3 separate regions of the Rattus norvegicus genome follow, and regions 1 and 2 are each linked to region 3. The links are chromatin contacts, called in public Hi-C maps. All regions are on one chromosome and are shown on one strand. The core of a region is the stretch at or near the end of the contact, and the rest is flanking DNA. Distances in the headings are between cores, read along the strand shown.

What was found. Hi-C and Micro-C count contacts between places; a contact is called where the count stands out from the background.
Region 1: a contact with region 3 is called in a Hi-C map of Schwann cells, with 5 times the contacts expected there. The contact joins the promoter of Pard3b here to the promoter of Nrp2 in region 3. A contact is called at or near these places in 3 of 12 Hi-C or Micro-C datasets (the A7r5 cell line, Schwann cells and liver).
Region 2: a contact with region 3 is called in a Hi-C map of prefrontal cortex, with 2.7 times the contacts expected there. The contact joins the enhancer-like site here to the promoter of Nrp2 in region 3. A contact is called at or near these places in 5 of 12 Hi-C or Micro-C datasets (the A7r5 cell line, Schwann cells, frontal cortex and 2 more).

The regions. Positions count from the first base shown.
Region 1 is chr9:70,530,624-70,534,424 of GRCr8, reverse strand. It overlaps Pard3b (par-3 family cell polarity regulator beta), which reads right to left and starts at 1,930. Exons shown (of 23, transcript NM_001191808.2): 1 at 1,397-1,930. The coding sequence starts at 1,516.
Region 2 is chr9:70,206,056-70,210,202 of GRCr8, reverse strand. No RefSeq gene overlaps it. Among named protein-coding and RNA genes, the nearest start is that of Pard3b, 320 kb to the left of the region's middle. Within about 2 kb of position 1,707, at least 8 of the 93 cell types and tissues checked have an H3K27ac peak or open chromatin away from gene starts, as enhancers often do. A contact at or near this core is called in prefrontal cortex, where this site is marked.
Region 3 is chr9:71,614,872-71,618,627 of GRCr8, reverse strand. Nrp2 (neuropilin 2) reads right to left here and starts at 1,374. Exons shown (of 17, transcript NM_030869.4): 1 at 1,021-1,374. The coding sequence starts at 1,093.

The DNA.
Region 1 (3,801 bases), core at 681-3,180, 1.1 Mb after region 3:
AGCAAACCATTGAACTGAGAACAAGATCCCCGTTGCAGGAATTAGAGAAAGGATTGAAAGAGCTGAAGGGGCTTGCAACCCCATAAGAACAACAATGCCAACCAACCAGAGCTTCCAGGAACTAAACCACTACCCAAAGACTATACATGGACTGACCCAGGGCTCCAACTGCATATGTAGCAGAGGATGTCCTTGCTGGGCACCAATGCAAGAAGTCTGGTCCTGTCAAGGCTGGACCCCCCCCAGTGCGGAAGAATGTCGGGGAAGGGGTGTGAAGGGTAGGGTGGTTGGGGAGGGGAACACCCTTATAGACGAAGGGGAGGAGGAGGGGATGGGGGCTTATGTCCGAGGAACCGAAAAAGGTAATAACATTTGAAATGTAAATTTTAAAAAATCCAATAAAAAATTACAGTTTTTCATCTCGAGATTGGACCGACTTCTTGACTATAGTTTACAATAATCATTATGCGAACAAGTTGGTGGCTTATCTGTTCGAGGGGAAGTTGAGTTGAAGCATACCAAACAGGCCATGTAAGAACTGAAACAAGTCTAAAGGCGCTTTCCTGAGCATTCATTTAGAGGTTCCATAAAAGAAAGCAGAACTCGCACAAGTCACCCAGACACCTGACAAGAGTGCTGGAGTCCTGCCATTTGTTTTGTATGCTAGCTTTTGACTTTTACCTATGTCTAACTTGAGCAAAACAGTGGGTCATCCTCATTTTGGGAGTAACCCAGAACCCAATTCAACTATTCTCATTGGCTATGACTCACAGAAACTGTGGCATGCAACTGAAAACACCCCAGGGCACTAGCTCTTATAAGAGTAGCATCCCCACAGGACCTCCTCCTGCCCAGGTCACTGGGAGACCTCCCATCAAGCTAAGAACTCTAAAAGCGCCAATAGCTATAACTTTGGAGGTGTTTCTTGAGCCAATCAATGCTCTAACTCCAAGGAGCCTCCTTAGGGCGGGACTTAGAGGGTCAGAAATCACACTTCAGGTGAGCAGTACGGGTAACATCACAGTGTCCTCTCAAGTAGGTTCTGGAGCCCTGCTACTCAAACACCTGGGGCTACCTTACAGAACAGACTGGGTGTGTGAACTTCGGAGTAGGCCTCAGAGGGCGGAGGTGTAAGGACCCCTCAAGTGAGCGGGATGCCGCCATTTCTTCTCATGACTCTCAATGGCAAGACAGGGCTACTTGGGTCCCTGAAATTAGCAGCCTGCAAAACTTGTGGCTGCAGGCAGCGCTCAGCAGCCGCTGGGAGTGATCTGAACCCCATAAAAAAAGCGCCACCTGGTCCAGGGCGCCCGGCAGGTGCGTGGCCTAGGACACTTATAAAGTGAGCCCCCCCGGGCAGTCGCGCCCTATGCTCGCCCCCTGCAGCGTCCCTTACCTGGTCCCGGGTCTTCAGGTACCGCTGCAGCGCCTGCTGGGTGAGCTCGCTGACGCGCAGCTGGCCGTCCTTGCAGGGCACCACGATGCCGGTCCTCCCGAAGCACACTGTCACTTTCATCCTGGCCCCCGGCTCCCGCGCGGGGCCGGGCCGAACAGGTGCCTGCCCCCCGGGCGCAGCCCCTCAGTCCGGGGACCTGAGGCGGATACGACGCTGTCTGGCGCGTGCCTCCGGGGCCCGGACCCACGGCTGCTCCCCTGCAGCCCCACGGGAGGCCGAGGGCGGGAACACGGGCGCGGAGACGCGGGGACGCGGAGGGTCGGCCGGGTGCAGTCAGAGGCTCCACGCGCCAAAGTGAAACTGCGGGCGCGGCCCGGCCCGGCCCGGCCCTGCCTCTGGCGGTGGCCCTGGCGACTGTGGCAGGGCCGGCCCCAGGCCCCGGGCTGGAGTGGGCGGCGGCGGCGGCGCGCGGGGCCGGAGTTGGGAGGAAACTTTTGCGCCGGCTCCCAACTCCTCCGACGCGCGCGGCGCTCTGGGCTCCCTCGGTCCGCGGGCCAGCCTGGGCCCGGCTCTTAAAGGGGCCGCGGCGCTCGCTGGCCACAGAAAGCTCCAAGGTGTTGCCCCGGGCCACCGGGGTTGCCTCGTGTAACTAGACCTTGGGTAGCCTGTAACCAGCACTTGGTTCTGTCTCTCCTTCACACCTACAGGGAGCTCCGGGAATTGTAACGGGATCTGGGAGCTACCACAGGGGAATTGAAACCGGATCTCATAAAGCACACTTGGAATAGATCGGAAACTGGCTGAGCAACTCCCTTAAAATGAGAGCTGGAGCAAGGTTCAAGGGAAGCTCCAGAGCAGGTGCTTTTTGCCACACCTTCTAAAATATCCTTAGTACTGAGGAATTGAAAGGTGGGACTGACCAAGGGCAGAACTTTTGCAGCTCCCTCTGGAGCCACAAGAGAACTAGCTTAGCTGAGGGAGCTTAAAGACCACTGTGCAGGTGCCAAGTGTTCCAGCAAAGATCACACCCAAAGTCCAAATATAATTGGGTGTAAAAGTTTACACTTTTCCTTTTGAAGGGGGACTCCCCTTTGTGTATCTGACGAAGAAAAGAACACCCTTGAGTCATGATTTCGCAGGTTCATATGCTTGAACAATTGAACACAAGGTACGGGGAGAAGTTCTGGCCAACAAGTACCATCTGTATCCTTAATTCCTAAGTAAACAGCTCCTTTGAGCTGGAAGATACTTTTCCCCCTACCTTGGGCAGAAAGAATGGCGCTTGGCCTGCTGGGTGTGGTTCAGTTTAGAATTTTCCCCTACAGGCATGGATTTGATCTTCAGCGCTTAAAGATTCAAAATTCAAACAGACTGGTCATGGAGCTCGTTGTGGTGCAGAGAGCACAGGTCCTCCTGTTTACGTCTCTAGTGGCTCCGGGCAGTTTTATAGCAATTTAGTGTAGCCAATAAGATCCACTTCCTCCCAGAGTTTCTCCTATGTCAACTTAAATTGAACTTGAGTTGCTTGAGATGGTTTGGTCTTAAATTATGGATTTGGAAGTTCTGATCGATTTAAAGCTCATTTATACATTTACTATACATTGATTATGTTCCTGGCAAGCACCTTATTCAATGTCAGTGGCCCTAAAGAGGGCCGCGTAAACTGAGTCAACTTGGAGAAAATACGCAGTAGAAAGTCCAGTTTGGACGCAAATCTAACTGATTTGGTAAGCCAAAGACAGAACCATTTTTGTCATAAAACCAAACAAAGAATTCACTGAGCAACCCTCTGAGGCAATATTGGAGGCAGGATCACAAATTGTATCTTCAAGAACTACTATCTCCAACTATCAACGACACTGCTAATGGTGTCTTTATTGGCTGTGAAGTGGGCTCACAGGTGTTTCTCTGCTGTGTCTTCCACAAGAAACAGTCAAAACCCAGCACATGCAAATGCCAGGTATTAATGAGTGAGCCTCACAGTATACTGAGAAGATTCTCAGCTGAGATACAAGCACATGCTGCTTCCTCCACACTCCCCTGTCCTTTGGTGTGTTCCCAAACTGATCTTCCACTCCACATGACCAGAGTTTGTTCTCTTCACATTCTTCGCAGCCTACTATAAGTTCTCCCCTGGTACCCAGAGCCTTCAACTTCCTGGCTTTGAGATTCCCCAAGTCAGCTATGAAGAACACACAGGCTTACCCTGCCCCACTCACAGTTCAGAAGCAGGTCTAATGGAATGCAGCAGAGTCCATGCCTGGGTTAGATAAAGGAAGCCTGCAGCTACACTTGGATTCGAGCAGTGCATCCTGTACACTGTCATGACCCCACACCAGTAACTGGGAATAGTGCTTAGTGATTATATTTCATGTTTATTAAATAACCATGTTTAATTTGCTTTT
Region 2 (4,147 bases), core at 458-2,957, 1.4 Mb after region 3:
ACAGAACATGCTGGCTCCCTTTTGCTTAGAAGGGGCCTGTTGCTGAGATCAGAAAATGCTAGACTCCAATAATGCATGATTTATAACGTCCAGATGTGACTAAGGGGCAGCAGACAGCACACAGTGGTTGGGGACTTGATGCCTCCCCCATCTCTTTCCCTCCTTGTTCCCTCAAAGAGGAAAACAAAAGTTTCCCTGGCATTTTCTTGCCTGTAAGTGGAAAATCAAGCTATTAACAGAGGCCTGCAGTTGGCCCCCTGGGATAGAGGGTTGTTTTTTTTGTTTTTTTTTTTTTTTTTTTTCCTTCATGTTGTGCTACTCTGCCACCTAGTGGTGACTTTTAGTATTCTGTGAAAGGCCTGCCTGTTAGTAGATGCTTCTCAGTTAAAAATTCTTCCTTGAGCCAAATGGAAAAGTCAAGGTCAGTCGTGCTATCAAAGGTCGTTAAAATGAACAGGTATGAAGCATAAGAAAATACACCTTTCGTTCATGTTAATAACATACCAAGCCAGTAACATGAGTCTTTTGTTTTTTCTCACCAGGCAATGACTGGTTGTTCAATGAGTGGTTGTTTAGATATAAAAGTCTAGATATATTTAGTTTAGACATAAAAAACTTACCGTTAAACTGTATATAAATGAATTGAAGACAGAACTGGGTTCTATTCAGTTATTGTACTTTACCAAAAGTATTGGAGGAGATAGTCTCTCTGAAACTTAGGCATTTTAGCTTTGCTTCTGTCCGAGGAATCTTCACCAAGAGTGGACCTGGACAGGTATTAAATAAACACCAAGCATTCTAGTCCCAAGATGAGGTAAAGAGAGCAGGGACAGCTTCCTGCTGTCATGGGATCTTAAGAAATTTCTAAAGCAGATGGAAGGATTGTGGAGAGCAGATGGAGAAAGGAAAACCTGCACGCGAGAAGTGCGCTGTCCCAAACACTTTAACCTTCACAGGCAGAACACAAAAGGCAAGTTCAAAACAGTCCCCCGAGTGCAAAAATCTAGAAAACCCGAGGTCTCAGGATCTCTAGGAGATGACTGAGAATAGGGTGTATCGATAGAATACTACATTGTCTAAGTGAGCAAGTGAGAGGAGGGGGGAGAGAGGGAGGGACGGGGAGGGAGGGGGAGGGAGGGAGGGAGGGAGCATCAGGTCTGTGAGTAGCAAGGAATAAGAGGTTTTCAAACCCCTTCTGCAGAATCCATTACGTTTTTTTTTATTATTTTATTTTGCCTTTTCTCCTCGACTCCTGAAAGGCCTTTGCCATCCAGCTGTACCCAAGCAGTCATCTATTACTTCACTTAAACACACACCGAAAGAGGTGATGTTGATTAATCAAAGCAGAAGCAGCAGACACGCTTTGGAAACAAAAAACTCAGTGCTTCAAACGCAGTGCCCATTGGCCATTGGGAGCTCTGTTGCCAGGGAGATGGTTACCAGGCATAGGTGCCTCCAGAGCGGCTGCGTTTATGGAGGGGTGGCCCTGGACAGCTTATTGGTACCCTTTGGACTGATGTCACGAGCGAAGGCTTCTCAAATATTTAATTTTCCCCGTGTGTGTTGGCAAGAAGGGACTGTGCTATGTGACTGCTTTTCAAAGGCAGGATTAAGGAAGGGAAAGGAGAGGCATTGGGGAACCGGAGAAGTGATCGAATATGCCGGAAACAGAATGTGAAGAGAGAGGGAGGGACTTGGTTCGTGGCAGAAGTCCAGAGACAGTACAGCCCAGTAAACCTGAACTAAGGTCTGAGTTGGTTGCAGGGCAGACACCTGGGTACAGGGAAGCCACTGTGGTGTGACATCTAGAGGGATGCCTCACACTCACATCACAGCCTCTCTGTGAGCGCCTCCCTTATCCACTTCCATGCTCACCCACACAAGACCTTACTTACGTCATAATACCTGACTCCAAGATAAGAAGTGGAACTGCAAATGCTGGTGTCTTTTTGACAGAAAAGGGGCTAGGATGTGTGTGTGAGAGCTTTTTTCAAACTCCTTCCTACTTCCAAATTTGTTCTTCCAGGATCTTTCATAGAAGTCGCTAGAAATCCTTCCTCCATGTGTAGCTAATATTTCCCAGCACCAGCTCCACCTGAGGAAATATTTTTGGATGAAATGTTTGTGCACAGGTGTAACTGCAGACTCAGGTGATGCTGAGAGCATCCAGGAGACAAGGAAGTAAATAATAATAATAATAATAATAATAATAATAATAATAATAATAATAGAAAAACATTTCTTTTAGTCTGAGAAAGGTAAGTGCTGAAGTCAAGACTCACAAAAACTAGAACACTGGACAGTCTGGATGGATTTCAGGTAACCTAGGATGGGAAGCCCAGTGGCCTGACGTTTGGAAACTGTAAGGGTTAAAGAGTTAGAATCAAGCAGTGTCTGGCTGTAAGTGTTGTTGGAGGGGTCACTCCAGGGACCATCTGACAGAAGCAGGTGTTTGGAGTGAGAGGTGAACTGGGTGTTTCTGAGAATGACTCCCTGTTGTGTATGTGTGTGCCTGCCTGTTAGGGAGCTCGGGGCTGAGAATAGAATGAAGCAGACCAGAAGGCGACAGGTCCTGAGAGAGGAGGGCACTTGCTGATCAATCCAGAATCCCTCAGCACTTTGTCTGGGGCCAGTTAGGGTTAATATGTAGTACATAATTAATATGGAATTTCCCGCCTTTAACTAAGAAGGAAAAAAACAGAATTATAACATGGTTGCTTTTTTGTTATTAACTCATGAGAAAGCAAATTTCATGGAGCTCTGTTGGAGCATTCCGGTGAGCAGCGAATCATCTAGAACATCGAGGGCTCTTTACCCTCAGTCCAAAGACAGAGGTGGGCGGGGTGGGAGCGGAGCCCTCCAGGACAGGGTGATGGGTTTTGCATGTGTTGTCAGGTTGCAGCTGTGGCTGGCTGACATGACAGCACCAGGCCACATGGCCCCATTAGGAAGAGGTGAGGCTGTGAATTACTTTCACAGCCTGGAAATGACTTCTCTCATTCATCCAGTGAGTTATTTACATCTGGATTGAGTGTGAGGGCCTATGAGTCTATTTCTTTATCTTTGAGGATTGGTGAAGGGTGTGTGTGTGTGTGTGTGTGTGTGTGTGTGTGTGTGTGTGTCTGGTTTATGCAGAAGGCTGTGCCATGTGAAACAGTTGAAGAGAGAGAACTGTTTCAAGGCCTCAGTGAGCAGGACTTTCTCCGTGGACTCTTCCACACAGGAGGACTGAGAAAGTAGGTGTGCTTTATCTCTGGTATAAACACTTGCCAGCCATTGCAAACCCTAGGTGAGGCCTGCAGGCGTAAGTGTAAATGCATGTTAATAGGGGGGGAAGACTTCCTTGCCTGAAAAGTGTCCATTGTCTGTTGGAGGGGAGGGCAGGCACTGTCTGTAAACAATAAATCACTTTTATACTTTGATCCAAATCACACCAAAATTGGACAAGGTATTTACTGACCACCCTGCCTCACTGGCACTTACCCAATGACATATCTGGCTTCATAAAACCTCAACCCGAGGAGAAAAGGTAACAGCCTTCCCTGCTCTGTTTAGTTATCTTAGGAAGAAAAAAAAAAGTAAACTACTGTCTTCAGTCCCATTTAAATAAAAACATTCCCACTTCCCCACCTGATTGATGCTTTTCCATTTATTTTATAATGTATTTTTCCCTCAGCAAGAGATTGTTCTCCAGAATGCTAGAAAGGAAATATTTCCCAAATCATGTGCTGGGATTGGTTGGTGGGGGCCTAATCAGATAGTACAGATGGTCAGGTGGGAAGATGAAATAGGGTGGGGGACAGCAGTGATTTGTCACTGTTCTCAGCTGTGGATAAAGACGAGATTTGCAATGCCAGCCTGCCTGCCACATCTCGCAGATGGAATAAAACTCGCTCTCTCTCTCTCTCTCTCTCTCTCTCTCTCTCTCTCTCTCTCTGTCTCTGTGTGTGTGTCTTTCTCTGCTTCTCTGTCACACACACACACACACACACACACACACACACACACTCCTACCTCTTCAGATCTATCACTGACAGAACAGTTATTAAACAAAATCTCAGCCCAGGGAATTAATAATCTCAAAGATTCATTTCTTTATCAAATCCTGTGGCCTGAAGGAACAGTACTTTGTGCTTGCAGAGGACCA
Region 3 (3,756 bases), core at 125-2,624:
CCCATTTCCTTGGTAGATGGTTTCCCATCCCAGTCACCTGTAGGAGCAAACGCTAAGAGTTTTTTCAGGTTCCAGACACTGTCTTAGAGCGGAGGGAAACACCCCCAGAAGCAGTTCCAGAGTGGAAGAACCGCATTCCCAGAGACCTGTTTTCAGAGAAGTATCCCCTGTCGCACTCCACAAGAGCTGGCCCTGGCCTCTCCTAGGCCCTGCTGTGCTTATCTCTGCAGCCTGTGTCCACACACCCTTTTTGGCAGTGTTTGAGAACAAATTCCACTCAAAACTTTCTAACCACTTCACATGAGGAGACTGTCGAGGGTCATGCAGTTTGTTTTATCTTTTAAGAAAAAAAATTTAAAGAACATGATTTGCTTTCCCAGAAAACACACAGATTCACGAGAGAGCGGGGACTATCAACTGCCCACGGGAAAGCTTCCATTTCAGCCACAAGCTGGCTCGCTCCACTAGCTTCAACCCTACAGTTCTGAGATGTATCCTCCCATTCTGCAAAGAATCCACACATCTGAAAAGCAAAGCTAGACTCTAGCTTTTTTTCCCAAGCCCTTCAGCTAACATTGCTCAATGTAGCTAAGCAGAGGGAATGTAAGTGATTTATATTTCACTGGCTAGGTTGAGGAAACTCAAGGGAGATGTGTTCTGCTTCAAGACAGGGAGGAAAAAAAATCCCCAAAACTGTAATGCAAAGGCTTTGTAGTATTTTTAAACCTTTGATTCAGTCCATATGTGACATCTGAACACCGCCAAATTCTGTTACAAAACACACACACACACACACACACACACACACACACACACACACACACACACTCCCTTAGCAAGAGAGAAAAGTTGGGTTTAGCAGCCCTGGTGGTATAAAGAAGGCCACGGAGATCTCCCTTTAAATTATTGAGTATTGAGGGAGCCTCCTCCTGAGCGGTTCTGAGTGGCTTCTCCGCATTAGCAGTCGCCCTTAAAGGGGGAACCATGTAAAAATGAATAGAAAAACTTTGAAGGGCTTACCTTGCTGGCTTCTCACTTTGTGTCCCGAAAAGTACAGAGCTAAGAAAATCCAGGTGAGAGGAAACATATCCATTTTTGACAGAGAGGCTCTCTCCAGGGCTAGGTTGGTGGGATCTCGTATAATTATGTCTTTGTGTTTTTCCTCTCTAATTTTCTTCCTTGTGGTGTCTTCTGCAAAGGTCTCTAATGATCAGCGTTTTCCTCCTGCGTCCTGGAGGTCCGTCTGCCTTCACCTTTATTCTTGCTGGAATATCTCCACCTCACTAAGAGATAGCCCCTGAAATCAGCAAAGAGGGAGCAAGCTGGGGAAGCGGAGACCAGTTTCCTCTTCAAACCCAAACGCGTGTATGGTCTCTTCAGTTCCTCAAAGTGTCATTTCCTTTATCCTACAACATCACGAGGGTTTCCCGAAAGCTAAGCGCAAAATAATAGTAATAATAATAATAACCAAAGCCAAGAATTGCCCTGGGCATCACACGGCCCCTAAGCAGCTGTGTGATCTCAGAAGCGCAAACTGACACAGGTCTGCCGGCACCCAGGACACACGCGGGCAGAGGTACCGACCGCTGGACAGGCGGAGTGGTAGGCAGTCAGGCGCCCGGCTCTTAGTCTTCTCCGGGTTCCCCTAAGCGGGAGCCTTCCCCAGCGGCTACACCCGCTTGGCCAGTCTCTGGAGGGGAGAGCGAGGCAGGAAGCTGCTGTGGCCGGTGCTGCTGGTGCTGCTGCGGGTGCGGCGGCGGCGGCGGCGGCTGAGATCGCCCGCGAGTGTGCGAGCGGCTCTCCGAGTTCGCTGGCGCCCGCCCTCACCTCCACCTCGCCCAGCGCCGGGCCGAGTGTCTGTGCTTCTGAGGATGTGCCGGGGGCGGGCTGCGGGCTGGTGCCTCGCTCGCCTCCTCTGTCTCCCCTCCGGCTCCCCCCTCGCCTTTTCAGGCCGAGCAGCATGTGGATGTCAGAGCCGCGGCAGAGCGATCCGATTACGCGCCCGCTCAGGGCCCGCCCCTTCTGTGTTCCTGATTAAAGAGGCAGCCGCGGAGACGCGCGGCGCAGAGCCGAAGACCGCGGCACCCAGCTCGGGCGGGGCGGCGGTGGCTCTCAACCCTGCGACCGCGCGATCAAAGTTAAGGTGCCACACCACCCTGCCGCCCCTATCCCAGTCCGCACCTCCCTCCTGCCCCGCGCAGCTCCATGCCGGGCTGCGGGTGTGTCTGTCACACCCGGAGCAAGGAGCGCCCTCCCTTCAGGGCGCGCTGCTCTTGCCGCAGGGAAACTCCGAGGAGCCCGGGAAATTCTTGTTCCCCACCAAATTCCGAGACTCGGAAGCCACACACTCAGAATCCAACACAATGCCACCTGCCATGGCGTTACGGGAGTTGGGTGGCGGACTGTGTTTGGCGTAGGGAGCCAGTCAAGGGCTCAGCCCTGTGTTCTCAGAGGCAGCAATGCGTGGCGGCGACACACACACAGGCAACCTTAGCTTTCCTTGAAGCAAACCTCTAGTGTTTCTTGGGTTTACTTCTCAGATCCTTTGTTGTGTCCGGAACAGGCTCCTCTGTGGTCTGGGTTAGGATTTACTTCAACCTGCGCCCTTAACTTATAACTATCTTTAAACGAGGAACGATTTTATTGAATAAAGAATTTCCCCAGGCAATTAAATTGTCCCCTGGCCACCCAATACACCTTCAAGCTTCCGCACATAGTACAGGTACAGGAAGGCCTCTTGGAATGCTACTGTAACTACTTCTGTTCATGTTTCCTCAAGGAAAGTGGTCACAATGTTGACAGAAAGAGAATAGCATTATGCTACCTATTTTTAAGTGGAGACATGAAAACTGTTTCAAGGTGCTGTAAGCTAACAGTCCCGGGAACACTTGTATCTTTGTTTCTGAGGGTGGTTGGATGATCCCCAGCTGTCATATTCACCAGGCACCGTTGCTTTACCATGATCAAGATTCAATACAACACGCCTGGCAAACTTTTCAATCCCTCTCCTAGCAGTCTGCAGATTAAGAAACAAGTTTGGGTGACAAAGGACATGCACATCTAACTATCCATTTTTTTTTCCCTTGGAGTGGACTTATGGGTTCTGGGTCGTTTCTTTTCTTATCTGGACTTGCCATTAGCTTTGTTTATCACAGTCAGTGTTTGGAAAAAAAATCTGTAACTCTCACTTAACTGTTATTTACATGGAGATAAACCCAAACAAAATTGAATCAGAAGTGATTTGCAACTAGTTAAATGAAGACATAGAGGGGTTTTACAGTGGAAGTCCAGAGGCTGGATGTCACGTGGTTAATCTTACTGCTTGGCTGAAAAGGTCAGGAGTCAGAGGCCCCCTGAGTTCTTCCAGAGGGCAACACACACACACACACACACACACGCGCGCGCACACACACACACCACCTCAAAAACTCTTAGGGGCTAGTTTTGATTTCCTTTATCCTTCCTTACCCTTCCCTGTTTTTTTGTTTTTTTTTTTTCTGTTCCTAGGCTTAAGAGAAAACCGCTATCACTAAAGCTCCAGTGTTACAATTGTCTTAACGTCCAATAGTAAAGAATGATCTCCCAGTCCCAAATATTTGATGAAGGAAGAGGGGAAGTCTGGATTTTGGGCCTTAAACTCAAATCCTGGTTTGTGTTGTTAAGAAAACACTAATCCAAGGACAAACAGCGCTATCTGCATTAGCAGGGCCTGCAAGGAAAGAGTTACTTAGTTTCACAACCCCACTGCTCTTCAGG